Linked DNA regions of Capra hircus: region 2 is linked to region 1. A link is a contact called in public Hi-C data. All regions are on one chromosome and are shown on one strand. The core of a region is the stretch at or near the end of the contact, and the rest is flanking DNA. Distances in the headings are between cores, read along the strand shown.

The links. Hi-C and Micro-C count contacts between places; a contact is called where the count stands out from the background.
Region 2: a contact with region 1 is called in a Hi-C map of blood, with 4 times the contacts expected there. The contact joins the promoter of PPP2R5C here to the enhancer-like site in region 1. A contact is called at or near these places in 3 of 5 Hi-C or Micro-C datasets (all in blood).

The regions. Positions count from the first base shown.
Region 1 is chr21:65,875,081-65,879,967 of ARS1.2, forward strand. No RefSeq gene overlaps it. Among named protein-coding and RNA genes, the nearest start is that of PPP2R5C, 60 kb to the right of the region's middle. Within about 2 kb of position 2,306, at least 1 of the 5 cell types and tissues checked has an H3K27ac peak or open chromatin away from gene starts, as enhancers often do.
Region 2 is chr21:65,935,422-65,940,148 of ARS1.2, forward strand. PPP2R5C (serine/threonine-protein phosphatase 2A 56 kDa regulatory subunit gamma isoform) reads left to right here and starts at 1,730. Exons shown (of 15, transcript XM_018066065.1): 1 at 1,730-1,815; 2 at 2,704-2,769. The coding sequence starts at 1,789.

The sequences.
Region 1 (4,887 bases), core at 1,056-3,555:
ACAGGTGGCGGATACAGTCAGAGCAGAAACATTGTCTTCATCCTCAGTGAACTTCAGCACGGATTCTCCCTTCTGTCTCCACATGAACTTCCTTCTCAATACTCAGTCCAAGATCATGAATCAGTTGAAGTGCAGGGGGCCCCAGGCCTTCAGGGGGTCCCAGCACAGGGGGTGGTGGAGCCTAAAGGAGGCACCCGACCTGGGTGCACCTGACCTCTCCGTCCAGGCCCCTCTCCATAGAACCAAGGGGACAGTGTATGCGGAGCCCCATACCGAGGCCACAGACATGGAGCCCAGAAAGGAGGTCATCTCCAGAACTAACTGAGCCCATTGTTCAGGTCAGTCTCTTAGTCATGTCCGACTCTTTGCAGCACGCCAGGCTTCCCTGTCCATCACCAACTCCTGGAGCTTGCTCAAACTCATGTCCACTGAGTCGGTGATGCCATCCAACCATCTCATCCTCTGTCGTCCCCTTCTCCTCCTGCCTTCAATCTTTTCCAGCATCAGGCTCTTGTCAAATGAGTCAGCTCTCCGCATCAGGTGGCCAAAGTATTGGAGCTTCAGCATCAGTCCTTCCAAAGAATATTCAGGACTGATTTCCTTTAGGATGGACTGGTTGAGTCTCCTTGCCGTCCAAGGGACTCTCAAGAGTCTCCAACACCACAGTTCAAAAGCATCAATCCTTCAGCGCTCAGCTTTCTTCACAGTCCAACTCTCACATCCATACATGACTACGGAAAAATCATAGCCTTGACTTGACGGACCTTTGTTGGCAAAGTAATGTCTCTGTTTCTTAATATGCTGTCTAGTTTGGTCATAGCTTTTCTTCCGAGAGAAAAAATTAATTAATTAATTCCATGGCTGCAGTCACCATTTGTAGCTATTTTGGAGCCCCCCCCAAATAAAGTCTGACACTGTTTCCATTGTTTCCCCATCTATTTGCCATGAAGTGATGGGACCAGATGCCATGATCTTAGTTTTCTGAATGTTGAGCTTTAAGCCAACTTTTTCACTCTCCTCTTTCGCTTTCATCAAGAGGCTCTTTAGTTCTTCTTCGCGTTCTGCTATAAGCATGGTGTCATCTGCGTATCTGAGGTTATTGGTATTTCTCCTGGCAACCTTGCTTCCAGCTTGTGTTTTATCCAGCCCAGCATTTCAGATGATGTACTCTGCATAGAAGTTAAATAAACAGGGTGACAATATACAGCCTTGAGGTACTCCTTTCCCTATTTGGATCCAGTCTGTTGTTCCATGTCTGGTTCTAACTGTTGCTTCTTGACCTGCATACAGATTTCTCAGGCAGGTCACGTGGTCTGGTATTCCCTTCTCTTTAAGAATTTTCCACATTGGTAAACATTTGTAACCATTGCCAAAAGCCCCTTGACCCTTGCCAGCCAAGTTCCTGACCCCAAATTAGGCAAAAACGCCCAGCCCGGTACTCACCCTTTAGCACCCTCCCCAGTCACCTAATGCCACTCTCCCAGCAGGAATTTTCTTTGTTTTGAGGCTTTGAAAATTGCCTGATAACCCATGAAAGACGCCGGCTCCCCCAGAGCTGGCCCACTGTTCTAACAGCGTCCCGTGGGCTCTCCACGGCCTGTCAGGAGGTCAGCCCACTGCATTTGCAGCACCCTCATTATCTTTGCTGTTTGTTCTTAATAAACTCACACCTTCCTGAAATTCTCTGTGTCTGGAAATTGTTCTCCAGCTGGTGCTCAGACTGCCTCGACAGTGCTGTCTGTCGATAGGTCTGAGGCCCCAAGTCCATCGTGAGACTGGAGGAGGCACCTGTGATGTAAGGCACCGGGATAAGAGCCGGGAAATGCGGCTGTTGCCACGAGCCACAGTGAATGTGGCACAAAGGTTCCAGGCCTTGTCACCAGCCTGGTGGGAGAGGAAAGGCTGCTGGGAGGGAGTGGGACCCTGCACCCACTGCTGGGGCTCCCACGGAGGGCTCTGGCACCTCTGCCCGGCGCTCCAGCCCCCATGGAAGGCCCAGCGCAGCACAGAGACCCAGGACGTCACCAGCCGGAGGGACACCCGGATCTGGGCTCCGGCAGCCCCACCCTGCAAGCACCGTCCGTCTCCCCGCCAGAACCTAAGCCCTGGGTGTGTCCCCAGGACCCAGCGTGACGCCTGGCCCAGAGTAGGGCTGTTGCCCAGGACACAGCAGGACCACAGGGATACAAAGAGCTGGGTTTAGAAAGTCCGTAATGAGGGCCATCCCGGAGACAGGAGGACTGGATTTCACACGCACGCGCACATGCACACAGAGGAATGGGCCCCATCCCTAAGGCCCCTTAGGCACCTGCGCCCCTAGCCCAGCAGCAGGGGCCTTACCGAGGCTTCAGGGAGGCAAGCTAGCTCTGCAGAGTCCAGGACTGGGCCTGTCCCATCGAATCCCCTTTCTTGAGGAGTCTGCCGCTACTCCTGCAAAGGGCCAAGGGGTCAAAATGGGTGAAGGAGGGTCGTTGACCAGCAGCTGCGGGTGGTCCATAGGCCTCGAGTGAAAAATGACCCACCTGGGCACAACCTAGGGTGTAATGATAGACTCTGACCACCAGATGGCGAACAACGATCATCTTTGCTTTTAGTCGCAGAAAACTACTGCTACCAATTTAAAACAGCAGCACTCAAATGTAAAGAATCTGCCTGCAATGCAGGAGACCCAGGTTCGATCCCTGGGTTGGGAAGATCCCTTTGAGAAGGCTACTACTACTAAGTCGCTTCGGTTGTATCCGACTCTGTGCGACCCCAGAGACGGCAGCCCACCAGGCTCCCCCGTCCCTGGGATTCTCCAGGCAAGAACACTGGAGTGGGTTGCCATTTCCTTCTCCAGTACATGAAAGTAAAAAGTGAAAGTGAAGTCGCTCAGTCGTGTCCAACTGTTAGCGACCCCCAGGACTGCAGCCCACCAGGCTCCTCCATCCACGGATTTTCCAGGCAAGAGTACTGGAGTGGGAACCCACTCCAATATTCTTGCCTGGAGAATCCCATGGGAAGGGAAGCCTGGCGGGCTACAGTTCATGGTAAGAGCTGGACACAGCTAAGCAACCAAAAACTCACACACAAAAGAGAAAACAAGAAAGGCTGACACTTCCTGATCATTCAGGACGGGCAGGACACTGCACGTGCCTTTCTTTGTTAGCCCAGGCTTCACAGTTGCCCTATGTAGTGCTGCTGCCGTTTTACAGCCGACGCATCCAAGGCCCAGAGAGCTCGAATAACCTACCTAAGCTCACACAGCGACCCGCAGAGGCGGAGTCAACCCAGGCCTTGTCTTCAGGGCCTGCACTCTGCACCCACTGTGCTGTCTCCCATGTGCCCTGTGCGATTTCTCACGTATGAAGTTTGGGGTTTTCCCTGCAGCAATGGGGTGCTTGTCCCAGCTCTTGACAAGAGCTGACTACTGCATTTTCAGGAATTTCTAAATCAGTTGTTATACAAGCTGCTGCTGCTGCTAAGTCGCTTCAGTCGTGTCCGACTCTCTGCGACCCCATAGACAGCAGCCCACCGGGCTCCCCCATCCCTGGGATTCTCTAGGCAAGAATAATGGAGTGGGTTGCCATTTCCTTCTCATACCTTGATAAAAAATAAATCATATATTCTTGTAATTAAATTCTATTGAAAACAAAGGTAATGGGACTTCCCTGGTGGTCCAGTGGCTTAGAATCCACCTTCTGGTGCGGGTGATGGGGGTTTGATCCCTGGTCGGGGAAATAAGACCCCACATGAAGATCTCACATGGCACAGGGCAACTCGGACCCCTTGCAGCAACTTGAGAGAAGTTGCAACTCATGAGCAAGGAAGATCCTGAGCGCCACTACTAAGCCCCGACACAACTAAATAAATAAGTATAAACAAAGGTAATAAATATTCAAGACATCACCTAGTTATTATTTTACTAAACTTCACTATTGTCTTTGCTCTTCCGACTGTTTATTTGTAGAGTGAAGACACCATATAACAGTTTACTACTGTGTATCTCTTCCCCTGGAGGAAGAAATGGCAACCCACTCCAGTATTCTTGCCTGGAAAATCCTATGGACAGAGAAGCCTAGCGGCCTACAGTCTACGGGGTCGAAAAGAGTCGGACACGACTCAGCAACTAAAGAGAGAGAGAGATCTCTTCCGCACCCCAGTACAGTGACTTCAAGTCAGTGGTTTGAAATTGGCCATGGTCCGTGACTTCCCTGGAGGTCCAGTGGCTAAATCTCCAGGCTCCCCAAGCAGGGAGTTGGCGTTCCCTCCCGGGTCAGGAAACTAGGTTCCACCTGCTGCAACTAAAGATCCTGTCTGCCACAAGGAAGGTGGAAACTCTGCATGCAGCAAGTAAGACCCAGCACAGCCAAATACATAAGTTTTTTTTAAGAAAGAAAGGAGAAATTGGCATTGGCCACGGTGGGGAAAATGGCCAACACTACGCTCTAGGCCTTTTACCCAGAGTCAGTTGTTGCACGCTTACACACAGCGTGCCCCTGCCTGTAGGGAAGGGTATATGGGGTAAGAGCTGCCCTTGGCAAAGATCGTGAGGGCAGAGGAACAGGCGACAACACGCAAACAGGGAGCGCAGGAACCAAAGGACGCTGAGCTTAGCAAGCGAGACTGGGACACGCTTGAAATCCCCAGGACTTTATGGCCTCTGCTGGCTGATGTCTGGACACAGGAGACTAAGCCTCTCCAAACTGGGTCCTCTGGCTGGTGCCAAGGAGGTAGTTCTAACAATCGGTTCGAGTTTTAAACACGCGCAGCCCGGGAAGGAAATTCCCCATGGCCGGATCCGCCTGCTCGGTAATCCACCTGCTTCACATGCGGCCTGGGGAGGGCGCCCAGGGCTCTGCAAGCAGTGGCGCTAAGGCCCGGGGACAGGGCAGCGAGGGCCGCGGC
Region 2 (4,727 bases), core at 480-2,979, 60 kb after region 1:
CACATGAAATCTGCTCACTCCTAGAGTCTTAATACCCAAAGTATTTCTGCACTACACAAACTGCGGGAATATAAAAAAGTTAGCCCACTTCCCTTGGAAAACTCATCTCCCAAGAGCTATCAGCAAGGTAAAATGAACCACGTGATTCCTGGTCATAATGCAGAGGTTGCTTCACATGGCTTACAATCAAGCCAAATTAAAGAATAAAATAAAATCCCATCGGCTCCAAAAGCACTGCAGATGGTGATTGCAGCCATGAAATTAAAAGACGCTTACTCCTTGGAAGGAAAGTTATGACCAACCTAGATAGCATATTCAAAAGCAGAGACATTACTTTGCCAACAAATGTCTGTCTAGTCTAGGCTATGGTTTTTCCAGTGGTCATGTACAGATGTGAGAGTTGGACTGTGAAGAAAGCTGAACGCTGAAGAATTGATGCTTTTGAACTGTGGTGTTGGAGAAGACTCTTGAGAGTCCCTTGGACTGCAAGGAGATCCAACCAGTCCATTCTGAAGGAGATCAGTCCTGGGTGTTCATTGGAAGGACTGATGCTAAAGCTGAAACTCCAGTACTTTGGCCACCTCATGCGAAGAGTTGACTCATCATCAGAAAAGACTCTGATGCTGGGAGGGATTCGGGGCAGGAGGAGACGGGGAGGACAGAGGATGAGATGGCTGGATGGCATCACCGACTCAATGGACATGAGTTTGGGTGAACTCCGGGAGTTGGTGATGGACAGGGAGGCCTGGCGTGCTGCGATTCATGGGGTCGCAAAGAGTCGGACACGACTGAGAGACTGAACTGAACTGAACTGAACTGAACTGAACTGAACGGGCAAAGCAGGAGCCTGACCTGTGGGGCGGGGCCACCAGAGGCGGGGCGGATCGGGAGCGGGGCAAACACTGGAGGAGGCGGGGCTGGTCGGGGGCGTGGCCAACACAGGAGGCGGGCGGAACCCTGAGGGCGGGGCCAACGCAGGAGGCGGGGCCTAGCGGGAACCCGCGAAACCGCTGCTCGCGTGGCTGCCGGGCCTCCTCAGCCGCTACCCAGCGCCGCGGCGGCCAGGGGCCGAAGTCGCCGTTCGCGTCCCTCTGGCCGCACAAGTTATTGCCATCCGTTTCAAATGTGCCCCCTGCTTTGTCTGTCCCGAACCTCCACAGCAGTCTCCGGTCTGTCGCCTCAGCCGAAGCCCCACGCTTCCTCCCCAGCCGCCGCCGCTGCCTGCGTGAGACGGACCCGAGCCGGAGCGCGGGGAGGGAGACCAAGGCCACGCTAAGGAGCGGAGAGAACGGAGAGCGTTAGGGCACGTGAGGCGCCTCGGCCAATGGCGGGGTGCCCGGAGGGCGGGGCGGGGGCGCGGGGGCGGGGCCGCGCACTCGGGGGGCGGTGGCCGCTGCCTGGGGGCGGGGGTCGGAGAGGGGGCGGGGTCGCGGGCGGGGTGGGGCGGGGACAGCGCGGAGGCGGGCCCGGGGCGGAGTGGGGACGCGGGCCGGGGGCGGGGCCGGGCGCGGGGGCGGGGAGAGTTCTGGGGGACGGGAGGGGCGGGGGGCCTGGGGAGGGGCGGAGAGAAGCCGCCGCTGCCTCCGCCGCCGCCGCCGCCGCCGCTGCCGCCGCCGCGGCTGCCGCAGCTTCTGGGAGCCTGGGAAAGGGGAACCGCGAGCGAGCGAACGACTCAGTCCCCGGGCGGCAGCGGCGGCGGCGGCGGCGGCGGCGGCGGCCGGGAGGGGGAGGCGCGACGGCCGGGGCGGGGGCAGGCGACGGGGGAGGCGGCGGCGGTCCGCACCAGCCATGCCGAATAAAAACAAGAAGGAGAAAGTGAGTCGGGCCCCGGGGCTGCCGGACGGGGCGGGCGCGGGGGGCAGCGGGGAACGGTCCGGGAACGGGGCCCGGCGGGGCTCCCGGATCGCGCGGGTGCGGGGTGGGGGCGGGGGGGCAGCGGGTCCGCCCGGGGCCGCGGAGCCCAGGCCGGGACCGGCCGGGGACGTGGGGGGCGCGGCCGGGGTTGAGGGGCGGCGCGCGCGATGGGCGCGAGGGGGCAGGTGGGGCCGCGGAGGTGGTTGACCCATCCTCGCAGGCGCCTGGACAGGGGCTTCCGAGGCCGGGGTGCAGGCGTCTCAGCAGGGACCCTCCGGCTGGGGCGGAGGGCAGCGAATGGACTGGGCTTAATGCTTGGGGAGAACGGTTTGCCCTCCGGAGGGACGCTCTGGGGCTCTCAACTATTATTATCCTGGGTGGCGGCGGCGGCGACGGCTGTGACTGTGCTGCGCTTGCATACGGGTTGGGGGGGGGGGTATGTTTTTGCTTCAGGTGGAGCTCTGTAGCGTTTCAGAATCACCCCAGACATCCTCGCTCCCAGAGTTGAGTGTGGGAAGGGGAAAAAAAGGGTTGTGATGTGCATCTTTCAAGATGCCGAGAGCATGGTACAAATGTGCGTTTACTTGTTTCTGCTTCAAGTTTTGAGCGCCAGATAATGCAGACGAAGCAAACGGGGAGAATCTGAATTTGGGGTTGGCCGGTGGGTACCACATCACAATCCTGGGTCTCTTAACCATAGAAAGGAAGAGAGTCGTGATGGTATTGATGAAAACTATCAACAGTCATAGTTAAATTGTCTAAATACTTATGAAACTACATTTTGGTTTATTCGATGTTACACAGTCTAAAAATTGAGGAGTCTAATTGATTCTGCTTGATGTTTCCCAGGAATCACCCAAAGCAGGGAAAAGTGGGAAAAGTTCAAAAGAAGGACAAGACATAATAGAATCAGAGGTAACTATTCTTAAATATTGTTTCCATTTTTTTCATAAACACCATTTTAGGGCTGGAAAGCTGAGGGTGAGAAAATCTAGGCTCTTCTGAAATATTTCCCTGTATGAGATCCTTTACTCGTGTTGCTCATAGCACTCCATCTTAGTTGTTTGGGTTTGCATTATTTGTCTTTGGGGAAATGAGAATGTTTTCAGACAAGATGTGCACCTCTGGTGCAGCTGGCATATTCAAGTTCACCACCCCACCCCCGCCACCACCACCACCTGAAATCTAGCAGCCCTGCCGCGGAGCCTGGCGTCAAGGACTCTTTCAAGACTGGGTTCAGGTTCCTTTCAGTTTTCCCATCCTCCCTCTTCCTTTGCAAGGGGCCAGGTCTGGCTCTCAGCTTCCCTGGTGGCTCAGTGGTTAGAAATCTGCCTGCAATGCAGGAGACGCAGGATCGATCCTGGGGCTGGGAAGATCCCCTAGAGGAGGAAATGACAACCGACTCCAGTATTCTTTCGGGGAAAGTCCCATGGCCAGAATAGCCTGGTGGGCTACAGTCCATGGGATTGCAAAGAGTCAGCCACAGTCGAAGCGACTGAGCATGCTCACAGGCAGGTCTGTCTCAGCAGCTCTTCCTCCCCCTCCTCCCATCACCCTTGCTTTCCGAGGTGTAGACTTTGCTGTGTTTTTCCCTGTAAGTGTCCTGTCCCGTTAGCCTCTGTCCCTGACAGTGTTGGTATATTTTGGGTTTTCTGGTATTGCTATTTTTGTGCGATCGTCTGTCATCTTTTACATTGTTTTTCTTTGTATTGGCCAGTTCTGACTTCTTTTGCTTCTTTCCTTTGGGCTTATTGAGGAAGCTGCCGGAGTGCTTCGTGGGGACTGTGTCTACCTGGTGGGAGTGTGCTTTGAGGGCATCTACAGAGCCAGTGCTTGGCTTCACCTTTTCTTCCTTGTGACCGGTTGAGCTAGAGCACCTTGGGCTGAGGGTCTGGGAGCCACACGGACCTAGGCAGAGCTAATGGGCTGTTTTGAATCCTTGATAGCAGAGAAGCTGCTTAATTTGGAGTCACAGTTCTCCATAGCTGGACTGTTTATCAACGGTGACAGTAATTTACATGTGTCAGACCCTTTCCTATAAGCCAAGTTAGAATCGAGTTCAGTTCTGTCTGGGAAATAAGTTAACGGGCCATTATCTGCGGTAGCCTTTTTTTTTTTTTTTTTAATAGATATAGCCCCAGGTTATCTTTTCCTTACCATTTGGTACATTCTAAGTCTCCCTCCTCTTTAGGAGGTGGTTTACTCCAGCAAATCTGTTGCCCTCCCCAAAGCAGAAAACAGAAATCCAAAAGGTTCCTTAAATACCAGTATCTTTGTGCCAGTCTTCCCCTGTCCTTCCTTTATAGCAGACAGTCACGTTTCACTGTGGCATTCTTGCATTTGACTTGGCTTACTTCCGTGTCAGTCGTTTGACTAAATTGATTTAAATGAAATTTAGCTGCTCTGCGAAGGTATATGCCTTTTCTTTTCCCTTTTTTGGGTTGTTGATCTTTCATTAAAACTGCTTCGTCTTCCTAGTGCTGCCCCAAACCTTTCTTGCTCACATACCTGTCTCTGTTAGTGTTGCACACACACAGATTGGTGCATATAGTTCATTTATTCCTGTTTTAATGAAAAGAACCTGACTGTAAGGATGGAAAATGTTAAGTTTGAATCTGGAAAACAACAACAACTTCTCAGCAACTCAAAGCCACTCCTAAATCAAGTGCCTGTTTAAGGTGGATTGGGTGTTTGTACTGTCAGTGGCTTAAGAGGCTTGAGGTGCGGCCTGCAGTGTGCGGCCTGCAGATGCCCCGCTTGTCTTTTTGTATTTTTTCTAGCGCTACTGTCTAAGAGCTGGAGCTACAGAGCTTGAAATTACCACTGAAAAGTACTGAAATGTTGGGCCCTTCACTGCTTCCTCCTCAGGATCC